Linked DNA regions of Sus scrofa: regions 2, 3, 4 and 5 are each linked to region 1. The links are chromatin contacts, called in public HiChIP or PLAC-seq maps. All regions are on one chromosome and are shown on one strand. Each heading gives the region's core, a stretch centred on a gene start, on an enhancer-like site or on the middle of the called end of the contact. The rest is flanking DNA. Distances are from core to core; before and after follow the strand shown. Region 1 overlaps TPRG1 (tumor protein p63-regulated gene 1 protein). Region 2 has its middle 180 kb from the start of LPP. Region 3 has its middle 160 kb from the start of LPP. Region 4 overlaps LPP (lipoma-preferred partner). Region 5 overlaps LPP (lipoma-preferred partner).

Region 1 (4,618 bases), core at 1,664-4,163:
GCTAACAGAAACCCAACTCAAAGTAGACTAATTAAAAAAAAATCACACTTTGGACACATATAATAGGTATTGAGTGAGAAAAATCAGAATGAAGTTTCTCTTTGTCCATCAGCTATGATTGTCTCTGTGTTGGCTTCCTTATCAAGCATTTCTTATTCTTGGTTTTTCTCAGCAGATGCATGTTTACATCCCATCAATTTTAAAAACCTTCACCAAAAGTTTTTTTTCCTCCCCTCAAGGAATTTTGGCAAAAATTGTGCATTAACTCCTCCTGGAGTGACACAGGGCATGTGCCCACCTCTAATTCGGTTATCATGGCCAGCAAGTTGAGATAGGCCAATTGGCCAAGCCTGCGTCTACTCCACAAGTAGAGCCTAGTGGAGCAAGGTCAGTTCCTCGTAAACCACAGGAATTGAGAATGGGATGGTGGTTCTCTAGAGGAAAAGTAAAGAGCTATTGCCAGAATAGGGGAAAGTAGGTACTGGAAAGGCCAAAACAACAGAGGTGCTCTGAAGCACCCACCACAGCAGCCTTATCCATCAAAAGCACGAGAGCTCAAAAGGCAAATGTTGCGTGGCAACGCCACTCTGCATACATGGGGAGGGTACCGTGGGGAACTGGAGTATCAATTCACTCCACAACAAGTCTAAAAGAACATGGGCTGTGGAAAGTTCCCAAGTGGGGAATGTTCATAGGGCCTACAATGGGAGTCCAACCAACGTTTAACAGCTTTGATTTTGTTGATTTCAAACTGGCCTGGTTTTCTTAACACTGGCATCAGTGAGCAGGAGAGCAGGGGGAATGGAGAAAGTTCTGAGACCATATTTTTAAACAAAGTCTTTTAAAATAAAACTTGCACTCATTTGAATACCTGTCTGAAAGCAGGAGGGCCTCTGATGAGTTCACCCCAGGACAAGGCCGGCACTATGGAGCCAGGCTGCCGGGAGGCAGGAAGGGCTGAGCCCACAGCCACAGGACTGTATTGTCTCCTGCCAGCTGGGCCCGCTCCCTCCTCCCACGAGCCTCCAGGCAGCGGGGCCTCCTGGCCTTCGGTGTCCTTTCCGGTGGGCCTGGGCCTGGTGGGGGCTTCTTGGGTGTCCACGTTCAGGGCTCCATCCTAGCTCTGGTGGCAACTGTCTACATTCCTGGGCAGCCACGGGACAGGATCTTGTCCCCCAGGAAATAGCAGAAATGGCCCCACTTTGTGCTGCTGATACTTTGGGAAAACGAGTTTCACTAGGGGAGTACAGGATCTTCCACCTCTTCTTTTTCTTCCTCCTTCCCCACCTCTTTCCTATCTTCCCTCCTCACCAACTTTTTCTCTTTTCTCCTCCTCCCATAGGCCCCTTCTCCTAAGATGAAATCCCCTTAAGGATGACATGTATGTCTTAATTTTGGTCCAAGCCGTGGTTAGAGGAAGATATGAAAATGAGGAAAATGCAAATCACATCTCTAAACATCCAGGGAGTAGCCCCACTAAGGACAAACCAGAGGCAGGCAGTGGTGACCACCCCATCCCTCAAAGGCACATTCAGTGGTTTGGGAGTTTAGAGGCAATTTCTGTCTGGGACTCATGGGATGTTTTCTGAAAGAGGTTTTGCTTAAGTGGTCTTGAAGGCCACTTATTGAAAAACACAAGTGAACTTGGCAGATCAGAGCAGAGGACATGGACACAGCCACAAGAAAGCCTCAAGCTTAATGCAGCAGTGTTTTCACCGTTTGCTGATGGGCTAGAGTCCTTCACTCTGAGCTTGATTAATTTTAGTTTATATAAACTGTGCATAAATTTAGTTTCCTGTAAGTACTTAAGAAACCAAATCCAGCAAATTAAAAGTAGGAGAAGGGGCTGCTACAGGCAGGCTCCTGAAAATGGAGAGAAGTACAAGGTGGACGGCTTGATAAGAGAGGATACAGAACATCAAAACAAAACCTTCCCACAAACCCTCAAGAGTGGAAAAAAAATCACAGCAATCTGGATTGAGTGGGAAAGTCAAGCAGTCCTTTAAATTGAGAGAGTCTTCTAGAATGTCATCATACATTAGAGTTCAATGAAGAAAGTGATAGCCTATAGTCCCTTCGAACATGGCTAATTTATATTCTTTGTGCTGCTTTGTAGAATATAGACAAACACATAATTGATTTTAGAAAGAGTTCCATCCCAAGTGAGTCACAATAAAATTTGTATTAAAGCCAAAAACCTTCAGCATTTGCAATGCTACCTTCTAGAGAAGGAATAATGTGTCTTGACTTTTAATAAATGCAAGTGCTGTGAGTCATTTTATGTTATACCCCCATCTTCCAGTGTCCTTCTTATCATCTCTATGTCTCCTTCATTCATAAGGCTGTTTTTCCTTCTTCCCAGGCCTGTGGCTTTCAGCAGCTCCCCTCCAGAGCCTGGCACACTGAGGCTGGTAGCCCCTCGTTGGCTGCATTTCCAATATGGCATTGAGGGGCAGGGGAGGGACTCCAAGCCTGGGCCTGGGGACCCCGGCAGTGGGCTTGGCTTCCTACCTAAGAGTGGGAGATTTTAGAAAAATCACTTTCCTTCCTTGAAACTCTGTTTTCCCATTTGGAAAAAGGGGATAATTACTCTTATCCATTGAGTTGTTGTGAAAACCAAGGACATTAATTGATGTGAGATTAGTAAATTCAGCAGTCCCATTCTCAGCCCATACACTGTGCTTATAACCAGCCCTACCTCTAAGCATCATTTGCATCTACATCTGCCGTACTCATTTGATTATTACCTTACTTGAAGTTATGCTTTTCTTGATTTTTTTTTTTTAATTAGTGTCACCTTGAAGAAAGCCTCTTTTGAATGGCTTTGCAGGTCATGTGCACTGCCCAGCACTGGGGAGGGTCACTATTCATTTGGCCACGTGGTGAACAGCTTGTGGTTGTGTGTTGTACAGGGTCTGACTCAAGTGCCTGGCAGCCTGCTCTCTCTGTGAATATTAAACATCAGGGATTCTGTTTTCTATTCCTGATATGTAAGGCCTGTCCTAGGGCATACAGTATTACTAAATACTGGATTCTGGGCTCTGGATTGAAAATTGTGCACTCTATGATTCAGTCTCAGGCCCAGCTTTCAGCCTCCCATTTCATCTTTGATTGGACTGTCCTGGTCACACTCTTGGCAGAATCCATAAGCCACAGAAGTTTTCTGGTGAAGAGGAGTTTTGGGTCATCATGATTTCAAAGTAAAAGTTAGTAAAAAACTTGGCAAGCCCACTGTTTGTACTTTGTTGTTTTAATCTCAAAATCCTTGTAAATGAAGATATATCAACAGCCAGGCTTGAAAGCAGAGGAAAAAAAAATCACACACATTTATCCTAAACTCTTTCCCCCACTCCAGTTGTTAGGGAGATTTTATATCATCTGTGAAATGTCATAGTCTGACCTCTACTTGTTTCTGGATGGGCTTTGGTTTCCTCATCTGCATAATGGAACTAACCCTGTCCACTTCTCTGGATTACTAAAGAGATATCTTGGGAAAGTACTGAGGTCCAGAGCCTGACCCCTAACATGTGCTCAGACAGGATTGGTAAGAGTTCCCCTTGTGGCTCAGTGGTTAATGAACCTGACTAGTATCCATGAGGCTATGGGTTCTATCCCTGGCCTTGGTCAGTGGGTTAAGGATCCAGCGTTGCCGTGACTGGTGGTGGGTGGTATGAAGCCCATCTTTCTCATTCTCTGGTGATGTTTTTTGTCATTGGATAGCTTTGGCGTAGAACCATACCTCACACGAGAGAGGGGAAAAAAAAAAAATCAATTCCTCTGAAACTTCCACTATGGGACCCCTGGGCAAGGAAGGAGTGTCTTCCAGTTTCCTGGCCTCCCCGCTAGTAAGGACAGGCAGCAGAAGGCCTTGCTGTGGTCAGAGGGCCGAGGAGCCAGACAAGCCTCTGTGGTTACGCACTTATTTATTTCCTTATTTATTACTTTTGCAGCTAACATTTTTACAATCATGTTATTTTGTGGTTTGTTTGCGAAATGCATTGTGAGCCAAGTTTGCGTCAAATGTTCTCTGAGTTGGAAGAGGGTTGCATTGGGGAGCCCAGGGAGAGGTGAGTGGAGGGCAAGAAAGCAGTTATAAAAAATGTTACATAATTGATATATCTGTTAAAGATCCTTTCTTTGTAATCAGGCTACCCAAGGCAGATGGAGGAATGAAAACTGAGAAAACATTGTAGGCTCTCAAGAAGTAGTAGGGACAGGCTTGGCAATCTCAGAGGTGAAATGGGGCCACAGCCTGGGGACTCGGGGAAAGAAATCCGGGAAGAAACCCTGCTCCTGCTCACGGAACCCCAAGCACCAAAAAGGCATCTTTTGAAAGACTTTGGGAAAGAGTAGAAGTTGGTTCTAGAGGAGTGATGAATAATTAATTAATTCATACGTGTTATTATTAGGGAGCTTATTATAATCGTTTTTTGAAGATTTTAATATAAACAAAAACCCAGTTTTCAGAGATTAGCTGAAATGGGGCTCAAGCGATGCTCTCCCAGAGCTGTTTTCTTTTTAACTCTATATTCGTCTTTTCTCGCCCCCAGGCAGTAGTAGATTCCTGAGAGGCTGCCCTGTTGTTGCTGAAGCTCATTTTGCCTGTATTCAAGTTTGT
Region 2 (4,948 bases), core at 51-2,550, 950 kb before region 1:
GTTCTGTGTCCTAAGGAGAGGACAAACTGCTAGCACAAAGCCATTTCGGTCCAGGTGAAACATTTGCCTGTCTTTCTTCACCCAGACTGTTCTTTATGTAAGTAAATTTACTTCCTTTTTGACTGGCTTGTTCTCTAGTCACGAGTCAGGGGAGCTGTGCTGTCCCGACCAGCTTGGAGAGGGGGGAATATATGGGTGTATGTATGGGGATGGGCTTTGCTGGTAAGTAATGAGGCACAGACACCACTCATTACTTCAGCTGCATCACACTTGTATCTGTGATCATATTAGAATTAAAGAAGCTTCAGGGTATTTAGAGTATCAACATTTATGGGAGAATGTTCAGATGTTTTCAGTCTCATAATTGTTCCTGAAAAGACATTCAGGTATTCTAATTCTGCAAATTAGATTATTTGGTAGGGGGAAAAGGTGAGAAAAAATTTTCACATCAAGAAGAAAAAAAATATCACCTTGATGTTCTTTTCCCCCAAACCTTTTAACCAGCCCATGGAAAACCATCCTGTAGGTCATTTCATGCGTTAGAGTTCGTAACCAAAAAAAGTTGACACATATTATGTCTCTTGATCTTTGAAACAACCCTCTCAAAGAAAGCCTCTGCCATTGACTCCATTTCACAAGTGAAGAAACTGAGGCTCTAGCAGGTCTAGCAACCTGGCTGTGTGCCAAATCGTGGGTGGCCAAGTTGAGAGAGAACCCAGACTTTCTGCCTCCTGTTCTGGAACTCTCTCTTCCTGTGCTGGGCGTTCTTCCACACTGTCTCAAGGGGAGCTCTCATCGGCCTCAAGCAGAGAGGTGAGTAATTATCTCCAAGACTAGACCAGGGGTTATCTGTTTGTTCTCTGCTGGATGATCATGGACTCTCAGAGCAGCAAAGTTTCCCCCCAGAGATCACCCGAGCCTTTCCCTTCAACTGAGTACCTCCCTCACACTCTGATCCTCTGGCACAAGATAGTGGTGGAATCAGCCCTGAAATCTTTGAACTCTCATCTTATATTCTTCAAGAGACTGGGTGTTAAAAACCAAGCGATTCAGAAGATCAATCACTAGATAGAAGATCAAAAACTATCTTTTCAAGCCCCTTCATAGTCCTGCCAGGCCAGGGTTGGAGAGAGTTAACTTTTATCTTGGTTTCTCCCATGTCTTCCATTAACTAACCTCACGAATATAATATAGAGGGGCCATGGCAGAAAGAAATGTGACTGCCCATGAGTCATTAATTCTTGACCTTCAGCATGTTTTGAAAATGTGTTGTGAAATGCTTACCAATCAATAATTCCATCACCCAGCAGTAGAGAAGCTGGATGTTGTGCAAGAGGGGAAGCAGAACAATAATGCTGGTCACTCAGAAGGCCCCAAATTCCTGCTGAAAGCAGGACCTACAGCAAAAACCCAAATATAAAGTACCCATGAAAGTTTTTAAAGGAATCAAAGAGAGGACCCAAGATAAGAGGGAGTGAAAGTAGACTCCTCCCCATCACGAGAGCAGTAAAGTGGGGCTTGCTGTTATTTGCAGATACCCCCAAGCCAGCATGCCTGTCCTTTTCTGTCAAGGGCTAAGACAAATGTTACACTCCAGACTGCATCTGTGTTCTCTGCGCCCCAGACAGTGGCCTGAGCTGCAGGCATTGCAAGTGTGCTAAGTGAAGGAGGGGGCCTGGTTCAAGGAGAAGAAGCAGAGAACAAGGAGGTGGAGGACCCTGTTCTAGCCCCTGCTGCCACTTGCTAGGCCTATGACCCTGGACGTGGTCACCTCTCTTTGTCAGAACTTCCAGCTCTTCCTCTCTACTAAGAGGAGAAGACATCTGCCCCACAGGCCACCCAAAGCTCAGAAGTGATGAGGGATGTGAAAACACTCTGCAAACTGTACAAACATGAGGGACTATTAGTAGAAACCCATTGGTCTTGATTTTGCAAGCTCAGATGGAAAGAGTCTCCTCTGCAAGGAATGGCATAATCCCACAAATGGGGTATGACTTGTGGTTAGAGGCAAAGTCAACACTGAAGATGGTCCCATGCAGATGACAGGGGAGAACTTCCAGATTCTTAATGTGTGCTAGTCACTGTTAGCTGTAAGCAGTGGTGTGCTGGTAAATATTTAACAACTGATTCTCTGGGATGACAAAGCCCTGAAATGTAGCATTTGCTATTTCCATGGGGTAAATTATCTTGCACCAGGCTGATTTCAAGCTACCGATGTGACATCGCTAAACCAAGAAGTGAGGAAAAGTTGCCCACAACTGGCACTCACTAGCAGGTGCAAGCCAGCTCCAGCATACCACGGAAACTTTGCTCAAGCCTTAGGTTGGTATAATAAGCATCGGAAGCCTTCTTAACACATGGGGCTCAAGTTTTAACATCCAGCCACAGTGTCTGCACCTCTAATAATTCAGAAATGGGAATTCTTCTTCCTATTTACATTTGTACTTTCCCCAGTAAGTCACAATTGTAAATTTCTTTATGAACACGATGGAACCCCAAAATACAGTTTTCTGCCATCCTTTGTCATGTTCCTCTTCCTCAGCTTTCAAATCTAATGAGATCAGCAGGCAAAGGGTGAATGGAACACAGCATGAAAATGGAATCGAAAATCTTGGGACCAAGTGTTAACAACCCCGTCTGTGTGACCCTTGTGTGAGTCACCTGCCTTCCGTGAGTCTGAATTTCTACTTTATAAAATGGGAACTGTCCTGGTTTGTTCACCTATTGTGAGATCAAAGGAAATAACACAAGTATAAAAGGTTTTTGTTTGTTTGTCCTTTTTTTCAAGAGCCACACCCAGGCATATGGAAATTCCCCAGGCTAGGGATTGAATAGGAGCTATAAGTCTCTGGCCTCAGCCACAGTCACAGCAATGCCAGATCTGAGCCTCATCTGTGACCTACACCACAGCTCACAGCAACACCAGGTCCTTAACCCACTGAGAGAGACTCGGGATCGAACCACAGGGACTAGTACCTCTGTGGATACTAGTCAGGTTCACTACCACTGAGCCATGACGGGAACTCCAAGTGTAACAGTTTTGAGAACAGCAAAATTTTATTTGACTTTGAACGATCATTATTTACTTCCAAAAATGGATTACTGGGCATTATTATTCATAAGAACTATCAACCTCTGCTGCACTGGCCACACCCGGCACAAGGGCTCAAACCCGCTTCCCTGGAGTACAGCCACTCTAGGGCGGGGCCTGTGTGGCAGAAGGGCCCCAGGACCTGTGGGGCAGCTTAGCTCTGCTGTGCTGGGCTCGGGGTTTTGGAAATTGCTTGTGCCCACAAACCTTCACACCAAGTGACCCATGGAGGTTAAAAACAAGATTGAGCCCAGGCTCTGTCAATCTAAAGCCAGAACAGTTCCTAGTGAGGAGCAAGGCAGTGGAGCCTGCTGGATAAATTTCCCCAGCCAACTCTGAGACCATCTTTGAACAGGTGTCTTCTGAGGGGGGAGGGGGCCTGGAGAATCTGCACCCCAGTTGGATGCTCTGGACAAAAACTCTGCATGACGTGAAACTCAATGGAGAAGAGCAAGGAAATATTCTCCATCTATCTGTGCCAGGGTCACCAAGAGAAAGCGGTGTTTCTTGAGGGAAACCCTGGATGTGTGGGGAGATGCCCTCATAATATCCTTCCTGGCCAGGCTTCTTTCTTCTCTTAAGAGAATAGTACTGCTCCTACCCACCCACCCACACACAGGATGGTCAAGGTTTATAGATTTGCCTAGTCAGCACACACAAAGTCAGCCACTGAGGCCTCTGCAAACAGTAAAACCATTCATTGTCAGCCACCAGCTCCTACTCCAGGCTAGCACAGGGAGATGCTTTCAGAGAGGTTTATCTAAATCACTGCGTATCCACCCACTCCTCCAGATATCTTAAAGAAAAAGTTCTGTGGATCCCTCTACTGCTAGGGAACACATCCTAAACTTGGCCTCACTGGAACACATCAGTGTTTTATCTTTCCAGCTACCCATGTGGTCAACAAATATTTATCTGGTTCCAACTATGTCAGATGCAGAGCTGGAAATCCAGAATAAATGAGATTCCATTTCTGTCTTTAAGGAGTTAATATTCTTGGAGGATTCAGAAGCTAGCAAACAATTACAGGACCATGTGGTTAGTATAACTGAGACATGCCCAGGTCCCAAAGCATAAAGGGAGGTGTGTGATATATGCTAAGAGACCAAAGAGCCTGTGCTAGAGACTTTGTAAGAGGTGTGGCAGCAGATGAGGCTGGAAAGTCAGCAAGTGAAAGGTCTTATCTGCCAAGCCCACAGCTTAGATTTCACCGTGAAGGCAATGGGCAGCTTTTGGAACATTGCAGAAAGATTATGCTTGCCTTTTTTCATTAACCAGTTTCTAGAGAGGCCATATGGGAAACAAGTTGAAACAATAAGAAGGCAAGTTAAAAAGCCACTGCACTGGCCCAGATAGTGAGAACTTGACCTAGAATAGCTGGGATGGTGGTGGAGAGGAGAAAGGGATTACACAAGATCAAGGACAGAGTCTCCAGGATTGACTGGGTGTGGGCTGGATGTTAGGGGAGGAGTCATCTAAACAATGTGAGATTTTTCACGCAAGGGCAGCTAGTACCTGTGATGCTTTAACTGAAATACTGAATGCAGGAGGATGCACAGATTTCAGAAAGAAGTTAAATTCAGTTTGGTGTATGTTCAGTTTGAGGTAGCTCTGAAATATCTAAGGGAAGGAATGTAGTCAATGGTTAATATGGACCTGGAGTTCAAAAAGGGGAAAAAGATGGAAATATAAAAAGAACTTTCCTATATTTCATGTAAAACTATGGCTAAAGACATGTTCATACCCTTGAGAGTTATTCAGTATTAAATTTTTCAAAATTAGTACCAGAAAAAAAAATTCAGTCAGGACACTCTCTTTAATCACAAAAAGGAAATAATGCAAGCTGTCATTTTCTTT
Region 3 (4,715 bases), core at 1,954-4,453, 940 kb before region 1:
TGACCCATACCACATCTCACAAAAATACCAGATCCTTAACCCACTGAGTGAGCCAGGGATCAAACCTGCATCCTCATGGATGCTAGTCAGATTTGTTTCCTCTGAGCCATGACGGGAACTCTGAGAAGGGGAAAGTTTTAATGACAGGTTACTTGGACCAAACCAATCTGCCCATTCTACCCAGCTATTTCTCCATCACCTTTGACCTGGCCTACCCTATTTGATCACTACACTGCCTGTATTATGAATCAAGCTTAATTTGGCATCAGCGCAGACTCATCATCAGAAAATCTTGAAATTTTGTGGAAGCCATCCATGAAATGCTGGTATTGACTATGTGTGGAGAAAATTTATTTGCAGCTTGGCATTAGGTGATAGGACACCAGCAAGCAAGTGGGCCTTTCCAGGCAGCAAACATAGGAAAAGGACAATCCCAAACCAGGTTCAGTCCTACACAGGGTCTTACTGAGAGGGCTTCAAGTCCCAGAAACACAGCATGTCAGAGACCTTGGACCAACCACCTTATTTGGAGATGGGGAGACAGGCCCTCCAATCAAGGAAGTGACTGTGTCCCAGGTCACATAGCCAGTATGTTGCTGAACTGAGGCTAGAGGCCAAAATGCCCACTGACACTTTGAGGACTATCCTTGCCCTTCAGGCTTTCAGGAATGGGTTTACTGAACAATGTGGACACATTCTCGTGGGTCTCTGAAGGTTGCAAGGTCTAAGTGTTCTTAGGCTCTTGAAGCAACAAACCAGAAAACTCTGCCAGGGCTTTGGCTCTCAGAAAGTGGCAGCTCAGTGCTATGGAAATCTGGACTCTCCTCCCAGCTCAGACATGAATCCCTGTGTCTCATGGGCTTTGGCTCCAAACTGAAGCCCCTTTGTAGCCCAGGAAGTTTCGAAAGCGTGCTAGAAATGGAGGGAAATGAAAGCAGCATTCTGTTTTCAGGAGCTTCCCAATAAGCACAGTGTCAGTGTCCTGCATGCATTCAAAACCCACCTCTTTCTTTAGAGCTAGGTATATGTGGATCGGGAGACCCACACCTGTCTACCAGAAGCTGACATCAGTAAGACCTGGGCTATGTGTGTGGAGGGCAGGGCATGTAGATTTAATTAGCAGGCTGAAGCTCTTTTCTGACTTTTTATATAAACTCCAAATTGCTAATCCTCGAGGAAATGTCTCTAGACAACTTGTATTTTGTCACTTCTTATTAGTATCAGTGTTCTGAAAAGTACATGGGCGTGTTCTATTACACTCCACAGAAGAAGACATGGAGGCACAGGTCCTAGTCATGGAGCAAAACCCGGGAATGGCAGTCACTGTGAAATCCAAGACCAGGCACGGCTGCTGTTTCCCAGGAGGAGCATAAGGGCATGGCCTCAAGAAGTGAATTCGGGTGCCAATGTCTTCCAGGCCAGCCTGTGTTGTTATTTTGCTAGAACGCTTGCTATATCATCTGTCTCCTCTTTGTCAATGCCATCCTTCTGGGACAATATTCTCTACCCCGTGCCCTGTCTCCACCACCTTCCCTCCAACACACACACACACACACACACACACACACACACACACACACACACACACAAATTACTCCATACATTTTTTTCAGCACTTAATAGTTTAAGTGCTATTTCTTCAAAGCAGCCCTTCCTTACCACCACCACCCCCAAAACATGTCCCCCTCTTCCATGGTCTCTCACACTACCTTCCTTCCCTTTTGAACACTCTCCAAGTTTGCAAACATCCACTGAATTGTGACCATCTGATATGGGTCACTAATCTCTTTGGTGGTAGAGGCTGTCCCTACTTTTTACTCTCTGTTGTACCCCAAACCCTCTAGCCTAGCACCTGATATCAAGGAAGGAATAAAAGGAGTGAATACAGGAGGATTGATGAGTCAGCATAAAAACATAAATACTCAAATCTTCAATAATTCTCTGTCATTAGTGGGGCTTTAAAACTTGTCTCAACCATTCAACAATGCCCCAACATCTACCAATCCATGCTATTCTCATCACCCATCTCCACAGCCCCCATACAGGGTCTGCTCATAGGTGATGCTCAGAAAAACGGAGTGATTAAATCAAAGGATCAAGCATTTCCAACAGGACATAAAGTTTCTCAAGAGCAAGATGCCTCTATTAACCACTCTGGTGCTGTGCTTCACACATGGTAAGTATTCAGCCAGGAGTTGACTTTTATGCCATACTCCCCCAGGGATGATGGAGCAATAGATGCGAAAATGTAGTGGAAGTAGTGTGAGCTTTGAAATCATTCAGATATACCTGCTTTGTGATCTTGGGAAAATGGCTTAACCTCCTGATCCTCATGTTCCCCATCTGAGGATAATACCACTGCTAAGGTGTTATTTTGAGGCCATCCTAAGGCCATTGTTACGGGAAATGGATGCCAAGGCTTTTGGCATTTGCCTGGTGCCGCAGGGGTTCCCCACCCACATTAGTTCCTTTTTTTCCTTTCCTTTCTGGGAGTCAGAGTCTGGCCAGCTTTACTTCTCCCTCAACCTCCTAGGAAGCAAACAGTGGTAAAGGAATTGGAACAGAGGCTGAGACCCATTCTCTTGTTCCAATCTGACCAGCAGATGGCAATACCCATGCCCTGTGGCTCCTACCCAAACCCTTTCCATCCTGATGGAGGGGAAGGTGACAGGAATAGGCTCATAGGATGACTCAGCTCCAGTGACTAAAGTGAGGAGGTGGTGGTGGTGGGAAGGCATGGGGGCTGGAGCGGAAATGAGTGAACCATATCTGATGAAGGATGTCTCCAAGATAAAGGGGCTTGGCCCTGGTGAGTTCCTGGCTCTGACGTGGTACAGACAGGCAGGGGCCTGAGCTCTCTCCCTTGACCCCCCTCACTTAATCTCACAGTGAGATAACTCCCTGCCAGCCCAGGGGAGCCTCCCAGGGCAGATGCTGGGGGTCTGTCTGCCCCCTGGAGGCTTTCAGCTCAAGGTCTGAGACACATCTGAACACCACTTTGGATGAACTGATTCTTAAAAAGTGTCCCATATCTCCAAAATCCATGTGTATGGGTTCTGATCCTGACAGCCTCCTGATTGCCAAACTTGGCCTCTCTCCTCGCCTGCAGACTGTTTTCTCCACCTATGCCACCCTTTTGATATCTCCAAGCCCTGCACATGCAACAAATTTAACACTGAACACTAAGTGCCCTCCCATCCACTTCTGTCATCCCTTCTCCTGGTTGGTTGGTTACCATCGACCCTATCACCCAGACTGGGCCCCTATCACTCCACTCTCCACGTCAGTTCCAGTTCCTGAATTTCTCACTCCAATTCCTCCTTGCCTTCCCCACCACAGCTGACTCTGGCTGGGCTTTTGTCATAATTTACTATGATGCTCCAGCATCTTCAAACTAGCCTCCATGCCTCCTATCTCTCTTCAGTCTTTCCCAGACTGTCTACAGAATGCTATGTCCAAACTCATTCCTAGTGTCGTTATCTCCCTGCTTAATATCCCTTAATGTGTTCCCAATCCCTATAAGACACAATTCAGGAGTTGCATGGTGGCATAGAAGCTTAAGGACCCAACATCATCCCTCCCATGGCTTGGGTCAATGCTGTGGCACAGGTTTGATCCCTGACCAGGGAACTTCTGCATGTGGCTGGAGCAGCCAAAAAGACACAGTTCAGACTCCTTAGTCTGTTGAATGAAGCCCTTCATGATCCAGGACACGCCCATTTTCTGGTTTCGCCTGCTGACCCCATCCTGCAAACTCTGATGCACAGAGACACTCCCTAGATTGGAGCCAGTCCTGAGTCCTGGCGTCACATGCACTCTTTCCACCTCTAGATCTGTGAACACGTTGTTCTTTCTATCAGGTGAGCACTTTTCTGCCTTTCACAAAATTATTTATCTTTCTAGATTCACTCAGTTTTCATCTCTGCTGGGTGGCCCTTTCAGATTCCCAGAAAGGAGTTGGCAGCTCCTTCTCTGAGCCCTCTCTCAAAACATGGTCACTCTCACTAAGCACCTGTTGGCGTGGTGAATTCTTGTTTATGTGTATCTGTCTTCACTGGACTGGGGATACATGGAGGCAAACCCTCCCAGAGAATACCTACTTAAATAGTTTTTGAATAAATGAAATGTTAAAAACAGGCATGAAGTAATAGTCAGTTTCGTCCTCTGATCCTCTGTGTTTCCATCCATAAACTAGGTATCTGATCCAGGTAACTTACAACTCTGTCAACCTCAGATTTTATACTGCATCATGCTTCCACTCAGCTCACACACCTGGCCCACTCAGCAGCAAGAGATATTGCTGAGTTATTTTTCCCAAGGAAGGAGTAGGACTGTGGGTCCACCCACACTGCAAAGTGGCTGTCGTCTCAGAAGCTCTGATTGAAGTCACAGAACTGCTCAAAGCCAATGCTCTACAGAGGGACTCAGAAACCCAGGACCTATACCACACAGGCTGGGACTCTGGTCACTTCCCCAGCAAGTCATAAGTATTGTCCACCCGTGTGGGGCTTGTCTGCAGGCACTCACATGGGTATGGCCACCAGCCTCAGGCAGGCACCAAGGGTGACACATCTGTGCAAAGGAAGCCACCCACACAGTCTCACCTCCCCCAGGTCATTCTCTGTGATCCCCGCACCTTCCGGCACCAACCCCACACTCACACACCCACAGTGCTGGGTTGTCTGCCTGAAAATCTAGAGCTCTACCCATCAGAC
Region 4 (4,585 bases), core at 799-3,298, 580 kb before region 1:
CCCTTGAAGAAACTAGTGATATGAGGCAAAATGTTCTAAACCAATGTTGAACTCTAGAATTTTGAATGGAACAGGAAGCATTTTGTGTATAGTTTTGGTCAAAGTAAAATAGTACAATAGATTATTGGGAAGGAGGGGATGACATGAGGACAAACCAAAATAAAAACCAACACGTTTGTTTTCTCATTTGTTTAGTATTTAACTTTTGCATGGACTCCCTCTGCCTCTTGCTAGATTGTAAGGACTGAGAATTCAGAGCCCTGTCTGTCTTCTCTGTATTCTAGTTGCCTAGAGTCACTCTTGGCTCATCTATGAGCTCAATAAATATTTACCCAATGAATGAGCAATGCTGAAAGATAACATTATTGAGGAAAGAAACATGACATAAATCTGGAAAATTCTGACCTGGCCACTTCTAAACTCCCCTGGAACCCTTACTAAATGCATATTGAGGAGTTCCCATCGTGGCTCAGTAGTAATGAATCCAACTAGGATCCATAGGATGCGGGTTTGATCCCTGGCCTAGCTCAGTGGTTAATCAATCTGGCATTTCAGCTGTGGTGTAGGTCACAGATGTGGCTTGGATCTGTCATTGCTATGGCTGTGGCATAGACCAGCAGCTACAGCTCCAGTTCGACCCCTAGCCTGGGAACTTCCATATGCCACCGTGCGGCCCTAAAAAGATTTAGAAAAATGCATATTTAGTTAGGTGTGAGTACTTTGCCTCATTAACTCACTTAATCCCCATAATCCCCCTCTGAGGAAGGTATTGCTATTACTGCCATTTCACAGATGAAAAATTGAGAACCAGAGAGTTTATCTAGGACTTGAACTCAGATAGTCTGTCTCTAGCAACTCCACTTCTAACCACTAAGCTACATTTACTCCATACTATGAGTATAATTATACCTGCCTGTTCTTCCTCCCAGCATGTTGTAGGGATGAACCAAGATGACAGGTGTGAAAGTATTAGGAAAGGGGTGAACCAACTGGTGAAGGTGAGACAGCACACAGATAACTATCATTTAAGGTAGAAAGTGGAAACTTGCTGAGAAAGTTCAGTGAGGAGCAAAGAACGATTACTTCCAACTGGTGTGGAGGGCAGGGGATTAAGGAAGGCTTCTTGGGGGAAGTGACATTTGGGTTGGCCTTGAATTAATAGGATTTTGATAAAGGGGATGCTTCCTAAGCAAATGGAATGAATAACATAATAGAGGCACCGATGTGCAAAGTGTTGAAAAAGAAGGCATTAGTTTATCGAATTAGCAGATTCTTTGTAAAACAGCGTGCACAGAGTAATGGGGAAGGGAAAGGGCTTGTGGAGGAAGAGGAGGATGCGGTGAGTATAGATAATGAATGGGAAGGTGAAGAAGCATAACAAAAATGCTGCCACCTTCTTAATCTTTCTGGGAATGGACTCTAAGCAAACGGATGATCCCTGCCTTATCTATATCATGCGCTGACGTATTGTTTTCTCCTGCATGGTCAGTAAATAGTAGTCCAAGGAGATACCACTCTTAAAATTGGTCCCTGTAAGCCTGGAGAATGCGGCATACTCTGGCGCCCTCTTAGGTACTGACAAAGTACATTAGCTTGCTAAATCTTTCAGGAAACCCTGTGGGACAGCGGTCAGCTTGCTTTCAATTGACTCTGGAACTTGGTTTTTCCCTTTGAGCAACCCTAGTTAATATCCCCCTGTAGACAGACTCTTGGAGACCTCCAGCCAACCTGCTGGACTGATTCATGTCTGCTTTCCAAGAGATCATCTGGGAATGGACCTAGATCCATTTTCAGGCAGCCCAGAGTCCCATTCTGAAAGAAGAAGTTACACAGAGCACTTTTGCCTGTAGAAGTGGTTATGTGTCATTTAGAAAGAAAGCTGTGCTCAAGATAACCTTGAGAACCTGCAGCCCCTCTGAAAAAAGTAAGAGTGAGAAGCAGGAAGTGAAGGAGCTGTAGGTCTTAAAATGGAATGTGGCTGAGTGTGATGCTTCATAACCACGGGACCTCCCCCAGCAGGCTGCCCTGTGAACTTTTATGAGAAAACATCCTCCAAATCAGTCACTTACCAACCAGCCCGAGAGAGGACCCAATGCCTAGCTCACTCTCACGAACTGCAGTGGCCTGGAAGAGAAAGAAAGTCAGTGTACTGTGTTGAGTGTCCACTCTGTGCCGGACATCACATTTGGAGTCATTGTGTAGAACTGTTTTATTTAATCTTCTCAATAGTTCAACTGGGTTAGGATCATTAATCTCTTCTTGTACAGATGAGGACACTGAATCAAGGGTGCCTCACTGGTGCTAAATAGATCTTGTTTTACACCTTGGCCCTTTGCCATGGTTCTTTCCATCCTTGTCTGTCTGGTGAACTTGTGTTTCTCCAGGTTGTAAAAGAGGTTCTCTTCTGAAGACCTTCTAAACCCTGAGGGACCTCTTGTCCTGCATCACATGATGCTTTTGTTGCTTAGGTCTACATACTTTCTCTCAAGATTTAAACTTTGGGCCTGAGTGGTTCTAGAGACTGCTCTGCTTGCATTCAGCTTTCTCTAGTTCAAGATTTCACCCCAGGTTTATTCGGACCCTGTCCTTCACAGGATACTACCTTCCCAGCCCAGTGTTCTGAACCTTTTTTTGCTGACATTTCTTGAATTTTCTGGATTCTAGGCCTCCTAATTTTTCATGTTGTCCCCCCTCCCCAACGCCCTTCCCCCCTTCCCCCTTTTTAGCCTACCTGTAACCGTCTTGTTATTTACTCAGGTCTGACTTTTACTTTCAAGCAACACTTTTCAAACTTTCTATGCATTGGAATCACCTGGGCAGTCTGTGCCTCAGAGGTTATTGTCCTGGAGGCCTGAGAACACAGTGTGGAAAAATTTATATTTCTAACAAGCTCCGAAATGATTCTGAAATTGTCAGTTTGTGGGCTTGCTTTGATTAATACATCTTTAAAGGACAGTTCAAGACCCCTGTTTTCCAGGAAATTTAACTATCTTTACCCGAAGTGGTTTATTTCTTCCTTTCTCTCTCTCTCTCTTTCTCTTTCCTTCTTTTATGTTTTAAGAGAACCCATCTGAGGCTCTATCCAATTAGATAACTTCCCTAGGGCTCCATTATCAACTTCTTGTGCTTGATTAAACACTTCAGATAAGAGAGACAATGTTGAATAAGTGAACACAAGTTTAGTTGGAGAATCTCGAGAATCCTGAATTCACATCTTGTCATTACTTCTTATGAGCTGTGTGTTTTGGGGCAAATCACATCTTGTAGAGTTGAATCTCTTCATCTCTAAAACAATTATTCCATTTCTTCCTGCTGCAGAAGCTCATGAAAAACATCAAATGAGAGAGTAGATATATAAGTGCAGTACAAATGCAACAATGTTCACAGTAAATTATTGTTGGTGTTTTGTTTGTATAGTTGACTCACTTTATCATTAATTATGAGGCATGAAAGAAATGGCTTTGTTTTTTAATGAGATGTGGGTTGGAAGGTGGGGCTGAAGTGGTGCTGAGATTTTAGGAAAGCTGTTTTTGGTTTCTGAAAATGATTCTCACACCAATGGTTGTGGGCCTGTGCTCACATCAGAAAAGCAATGTGCATTTTTATTGGACTTCTTCAAACTATGATAATGATTATGAAAATTGTGTTCATTTTCTGAACTTCTCATGTAAACCTGAGAAGACTGATGAAATACTAATAGTGGTTGTCATTTACAAGGGTTTGTAAGATTGCTAGTGGGTAAATTTATAAGTCCTTATATTTCTGTTTTAAATTCTTTTATTTAAAAAATTTATTTTTTAATTATAGTTGATTTACAGTGTTGTGCCAAATTATGCTGTACAGCAAAGTGACCCACTTACACACACACACACATATATATATATACACACATTTTTTTTTCTCATATTATCTTCCATCATGTTCTATTCTGAGAGATTGGGTATAGTTCCCTGTGCTGTACAATAGGACCTCATTGCTTATCCATTCTAAGTAATAGTTTGCCCTAACCCCACATTCCCAGTCCATCCACTCCCTCCTCTCTCCCCCTTGGCAACCATAAGTCTCTTCTCTACGTCTGTGATTCTGTTTCTGTTTTGTAGATAGGTTCATTAAATTTCTGTTTCTTAGAATAAGAATACCTAAAATCCTTATATTTCTGTTTTTTTAGAACAAGAACTGTTCTCTTCTAGGTTTTCTTAAGATTAAAAATCCATTTCTTAAATGCCTACTATGCAAAGCCTAGACAGGGCACTGAGGAATAAAAATATGGGTAGATGGAGTTCCCGTCGTGGCTCAGTGGTTAATGAATCTGACTAGGAACCATGAGGTTGCAGGTTCTATTCCTGGCCTTGCTCAGTGGGTTAAGGATTTGGCGTTGCCGTGAGCTGTGGTGTAGGTCGCAGACGCGGCTTGGATCCCACGTTGCTGTGGCTCTGGCGTAGGATGGCGGCTACAGCTCCGGTTCGACCCCTGGCCTGGGAACCTCCATATGCCATGGGAGCGGCCCAAGAAAATGGCAAAAAGACAAAAAAAAAAAAAAAAAAAAAGGGAAATACGGGTAGATGTAATTTATTTTTTCACTGGA
Region 5 (4,819 bases), core at 1,184-3,683, 640 kb before region 1:
TGACTAGGAGTTACCTCTCCACTTGCTTAGAGGGTAAGAAGGACTGAGTTCTCTTTGGCAAATATCTTTGAGTTTCTTAGACACATGACACGTAATAAGCCCAGTGCTGTATTATTAGCTTCGTGTACCAGAGTGTGAGTTAGGTTACATGTGTTTTGGAAGCTATTTCTTATTCACAGTTTGTGGTTTCTTAGGTAGCAACTTCTAAGTGAATTGCCAGGTTCCTGACAATGTCTTAAAAAGCCTTCTTTAGAAGGAGGCAGAAAGTCCTTTGGTTTGGACAGATGACCCCCTTGACTTTCCATCTTTGATGGTTACTTTTTTGGTCTACATCATCTGGTGATGCTGCTCAGATGGATGATGAAGTTGGCTATGATTTATGCTCTAGATACATATCAGTTTGTACTTTTCCAGGACACACATAGATATGAATTCTCTGTCTCCATGAAAGTCTTTGTACCGTCTATTATTGTCATGTCATAATTAGCTCTCACTCTATAAACAAGGTTAGAAATGAAGTTACTAACATGGCAAGTTGGATGTAAAAAACTAGGGAGTTCCTTCTCTGAGTTTCTCTCACACCCATAATTCTGTTAATCTGGCATTGTTTTCTCCTACATGTACTCATTTGGTCTCTTCTACTAGATTTTAACCCTACAGAGCAGGTGTCATATCTTATTAATCAACATGATGGCGCCTGGCACATAGTGGATGCCTATTTCTAAGATGTTGGGTCATATCTTAAGAAGCTGGGAGTTCCCAGTGTGGTGCAGCAGGGTAAGGATCTGGTGCTGTCTCTGCAGTGGTTCAAGTTGCTGCTGAGGTGTGGGTTCAATCCCTGGCCTAGGGCAGTCGGTCCTCAATTACTGTAGCTGTGGGATAAGTTGCAGCTGCTGCTCAGATTCCACCCCTGGCCTGGAAACATCTATATGCCAAAAAAAAAAAAAAAGAGGAGCCACCATCTACAGTGTCTAGCTACATCATGTCAGTGAGAGTTCTTTTTTTTTTTTAATCTTTTTGCCATTTCTTGGGCTGCTCCCGCGGCACATGGAGGTTCCAAGGCTAGGGGTTGAATTGGAGCTGTAGCCACCGGCCTACACCAGAGCCACAGCAATGCGGGATCTGAGCCACGCCTGCAGCCTACACCACAGCTTACGGCAACACTGGATCCTTAACCCACTGAGCAAGGCCAGGGATTGAACCTGCAACCTCATGGTTCCTAGTCGGATTCGTTAACCTTTGAGCCACTGAAGGTCACAGGTCATATGATTCCATTTATATGAAAAGTCCATAATAGGAAAATTCATAGTCTATGAAGACAGAAAGTAGATTAGTGGTTGCTGGCAGGGGTGGGGTGGGGCATAGGGAGTGACTGCTAATGAGTATGGGATTCTTTTGGGGTCAGTGAAAATGTTAAGTTAGATTGTGGCAGTGGTTGCACAGCTCTGTGAATATACTAAAAACTGAATTGTAGATTTTAAATGGGTGAACTGTACGGTTTGTGAATCATATGTCAATAAAGCTGTTAAAAAATCAGTACCTTGCCTTTCGATCTACAATCTCTGAGGGTTGTTTCAGCAAATCGGATCATCTATAGTGCCAAATTTTTAACTCACCTGATTTTTTTTTTGGGCCAAGAAGTCATGTATACTTAACAATGGTGACCATTCAGAAGGAAAACTTGTTAATACAACCAGAGCCACTAGACTTGAAATTTATTTCTGCCCAACTTCATGCACAGTCTTTTCAGGAGCTTGAAAAATTTATACTTCCAGAAATGTTGATTAGTGAGATATCTGATAAGAAATAACAGGGTACTGACAGCCCTGATTGTATAAATAGGCGTTTGGGATTGTGTTCATGGTTTGCTTGTCAGTATAGGAGAAATGTGTGATTATGTTGAATGGTGGTTAATTTCCTTATCCACCCATTTTAAAAATAAAGATGTACGGCTGGGAGACAGGTGCCCAGGGAGAAGAGGAGCCCTGAAGCCTTGATAATGAACCCCAGAAAGAAACAGGTTCCTATTGAGGAGTTGGCATTTGAGTCTTGGCCCATGTCAGGCTGTCTGATGAGCTGGGGAACTGTAACTGGTGCCTTAAGATTTTCTATTTACTCTTGTTCTCTGTTTGTTTAGACAGCTTTCCCCCCTCCTCTTTCAAGATCACTGTCCTACCCTCTGTGACTGACTTACTGTGTCAACAGAGTTGGAAGAGCAGCCAGTGGTTGTGTGTAGAGGCTGGAGGAAAGCTGTGCTTTCTAGCTTTGTATGTGAGCAGTTCATATACAAACACTTCTCTTTGATTAAGTATCCAGTGAAACCAATTCACATGAACTCCAATTAAACTTTAATGAACAAGTGGGTGTATTAATATCAGCTGAGTAATGCAGGCAGCACAGATTCCAGTAAGTGAGTCACTTCTGAGCAGCTCATTCCCCATGCACGGTTAGAATTACTAGAAAGCTTCCAGCTATATTTGAGTGGATCTGGTCTGGGCCTTGTAATTCTAGCAATCCTCAGGGCTTGTTATTCATCTCGTGACAAAACCACAGTGATCCAGACCTCTGTTTTCAGAGCTAGGAATGGGGTTGGGGAGACTTTTTCAAATTGAGCAATTAGGCCTTTTCATGAAGGAGTGACCACATGGACTTTTATGTTGTTCTCCTTCTGTTTTTTCTTTTTTCTTTTTCTTTTTTTTTTTTTTTTTTTGGTGAGAGTTCTTTCTCCTTCAACCCAGGGACAATTGTAGGTGAAGGTCAAGGCAGTGAAAGTGGAATCTTCAGTTTTGAACTGAACGTAGTCCCCCCTAAGTCTCACGTCATCCCCTCCTGCTATTCTGCCTCAAGTTGGCAAGCCTCCGATAGTTATACCAGACACAGTGAGATGTGCTTGGCATGGTGAGCCTCTGAGGGCACAGACCCTGTTCCTTCAACTGTACCTATTTCCTAGGGAAGATTAAATGAGATAATGAGTATAATGCTCTTATGTTCATGGCTAGTACATAATGAGTTGTCCATAAACATTAGTTAATTCGTGCCAGTGGAGGAGTGATGGGAGATGGAGATGATTGTGACTTGACAGTGGAGGGACTAAGACTCTCCTAGATATTTGACTTACACTTAAAAATGTCTGTGATTACAGAGTGATAAAGATCAAGTGTGAATGAGCAGGGAGGATTCAGGGACCAAAGAGATTCCTGAGGTTGGCGGCACCTGAGAGGCTGCGTGATCCTGGCCTGTGGGTCAGGTAGAGGGTAGGGTGAGGGAAGGATTTGGAAAGGCAGTTTGAGAATGAATGAAGAAAGTGAGCGAAGGCAGAAGCCCCTGACATACGACGTGCAAGGTAGGGAATGTTTGGTGTGGTTAGATTGGATGATGTGTTGGGGCTGGAGGGGGCTCACTGAGGCTGAACCCAGCCTCTGCCTTAGCCCCCAAGCCTCAGTTCTTTGGTGTTCATCTAGAAACCAGTTGAAGGTAATGCAGTGGTCAGACAGCTGGAGATAAACACTAGGTTGGAGAATGGGCTTTAGGCCTGTTAGCTCAGTGGGCTTGTTAACACAGCATCCCTGAATCAGAGTTACCCTCTTCCTCTCAGATGACATCTGTGTGTGAGGACCGTAGTGGACAGAGCCTGTAAAATTCCTAACCTTGAAGGGCAGAGAGCTTGTGCTTCCTGCAGTCAGGTACCTCCCAGGACTGGGAGGAAGGGCCTGAATTGTACACTCCCAGTTCCTTCTCCAGACTTGATACTTAGATAAATCATCGCTTCTTCCCTGTGGACAAGGGAGTGGAGGAAGGCCAATCTGAAAAGGCTTAAAGCAAGATAGAAAAGAAATATTCTTTCACCCCCAGGTTTCTCACCCTCTACTCTCACAGTTTTTTTAGGGGCAATAGTGTTAAGCTGGAAGATAGGGCAGAGCTGTATTGTGAAGTGAGGGACAGTTTTCTGAGCAGAGAATGATGTGATTCATTCAGCCTGTCATTCAGGCTAGTTAGTCTTTTTAGGAATCACCAGTTGAAGGACACATTTAGATAAATCAGACTCAAGTAAACAGGTCTTCTGTAATGCTCTCAAGGTATGTGGTCCATCAGTCACAAAATCAGCCTCAATTTCAGAGATGGCAACCACTCCTCAGTGTTAAACTTCAGACCTCACATGTGAATATGAGACTCTTTGCTCTCCTCTCAGATTTCTTTTCATAGAATGCCATAGCATAAAGAAATCCACAGGGTAAATGCATAAATAATAACAGCATAATAACAAAGCAGGAGAATCTACTCAAAAAGATTAATTCCGTATTTGGAATTTTGGATAAAAGCAGAAGGGATTCTTGGAAATCAGGGTTTGAAAATGTTGATGATACAAATTAGGAGGTATATGTCTCTTGGAAAACAAAGGGCTATATCAGGTTTTAAATATGTTAAATCATTAGTTTATTTAGCAGTTGGAGCTATGTATTTCATTATTATTTGCCAACTGCCTAGGGTATTATTTCTTTTTTATCCTGAAGAGAGAAGTCTGTTATTCCCAACTTACAGATGAAACAATGATAGGCAAATATGAAGATCATTATCCTAGGACACCTGGACTAGAGTTCATCAGCCGGATTAATCCTTTATTTTATATTGAGGCTTTCATTTTGAAATGAAACAACAAAATTTGTTTATAGGGACTCAAAAGATAAATGAATTGGACTTGATTTTGACATCCAAAGGGATCAGGGGGATGTAATTAGCTAAGGGCTCTAGCTTGATTAGGCTGAAGAGCTTTGTCATAGAAAGTTAGTAGCCGTGATGGATTATACATATTTGGTTTTGG

The links. HiChIP or PLAC-seq counts read pairs in DNA pulled down with a chosen protein or histone mark.
Region 2: a contact with region 1 is called in an H3K27ac HiChIP or PLAC-seq map of alveolar macrophages. The contact joins two enhancer-like sites. A contact is called at or near these places in 1 of 47 Hi-C or Micro-C datasets (mesenteric adipose tissue) and 1 of 2 datasets of contacts at active chromatin or transcription factors (alveolar macrophages).
Region 3: a contact with region 1 is called in an H3K27ac HiChIP or PLAC-seq map of alveolar macrophages. The contact joins two enhancer-like sites. A contact is called at or near these places in 1 of 47 Hi-C or Micro-C datasets (mesenteric adipose tissue) and 1 of 2 datasets of contacts at active chromatin or transcription factors (alveolar macrophages).
Region 4: a contact with region 1 is called in an H3K27ac HiChIP or PLAC-seq map of alveolar macrophages. The contact joins two enhancer-like sites. A contact is called at or near these places in 1 of 47 Hi-C or Micro-C datasets (psoas muscle) and 1 of 2 datasets of contacts at active chromatin or transcription factors (alveolar macrophages).
Region 5: an H3K27ac HiChIP or PLAC-seq map of alveolar macrophages shows a contact between it and region 1. The contact joins two enhancer-like sites. A contact is called at or near these places in 2 of 47 Hi-C or Micro-C datasets (embryonic fibroblasts and mesenchymal stem cells) and 1 of 2 datasets of contacts at active chromatin or transcription factors (alveolar macrophages).

What each region holds. Positions count from the first base shown.
Region 1 is chr13:126,552,123-126,556,740 of Sscrofa11.1, forward strand. All of the region lies in intron 1 of TPRG1 (tumor protein p63-regulated gene 1 protein), which reads left to right. Among named protein-coding and RNA genes, the nearest start is that of TPRG1, 24 kb to the left of the region's middle. Within about 2 kb of position 2,914, at least 9 of the 83 cell types and tissues checked have an H3K27ac peak or open chromatin away from gene starts, as enhancers often do. A contact at or near this core is called in alveolar macrophages, where this site is marked.
Region 2 is chr13:125,599,466-125,604,413 of Sscrofa11.1, forward strand. No RefSeq gene overlaps it. Among named protein-coding and RNA genes, the nearest start is that of LPP, 180 kb to the right of the region's middle. Within about 2 kb of position 1,301, at least 9 of the 83 cell types and tissues checked have an H3K27ac peak or open chromatin away from gene starts, as enhancers often do. A contact at or near this core is called in alveolar macrophages, where this site is marked.
Region 3 is chr13:125,616,363-125,621,077 of Sscrofa11.1, forward strand. No RefSeq gene overlaps it. Among named protein-coding and RNA genes, the nearest start is that of LPP, 160 kb to the right of the region's middle. Within about 2 kb of position 3,204, at least 17 of the 83 cell types and tissues checked have an H3K27ac peak or open chromatin away from gene starts, as enhancers often do. A contact at or near this core is called in alveolar macrophages, where this site is marked.
Region 4 is chr13:125,975,178-125,979,762 of Sscrofa11.1, forward strand. All of the region lies in intron 2 of LPP (lipoma-preferred partner), which reads left to right. Among named protein-coding and RNA genes, the nearest start is that of LPP, 200 kb to the left of the region's middle. Within about 2 kb of position 2,049, at least 14 of the 83 cell types and tissues checked have an H3K27ac peak or open chromatin away from gene starts, as enhancers often do. A contact at or near this core is called in alveolar macrophages, where this site is marked.
Region 5 is chr13:125,915,313-125,920,131 of Sscrofa11.1, forward strand. All of the region lies in intron 2 of LPP (lipoma-preferred partner), which reads left to right. Among named protein-coding and RNA genes, the nearest start is that of LPP, 140 kb to the left of the region's middle. Within about 2 kb of position 2,434, at least 23 of the 83 cell types and tissues checked have an H3K27ac peak or open chromatin away from gene starts, as enhancers often do. A contact at or near this core is called in alveolar macrophages, where this site is marked.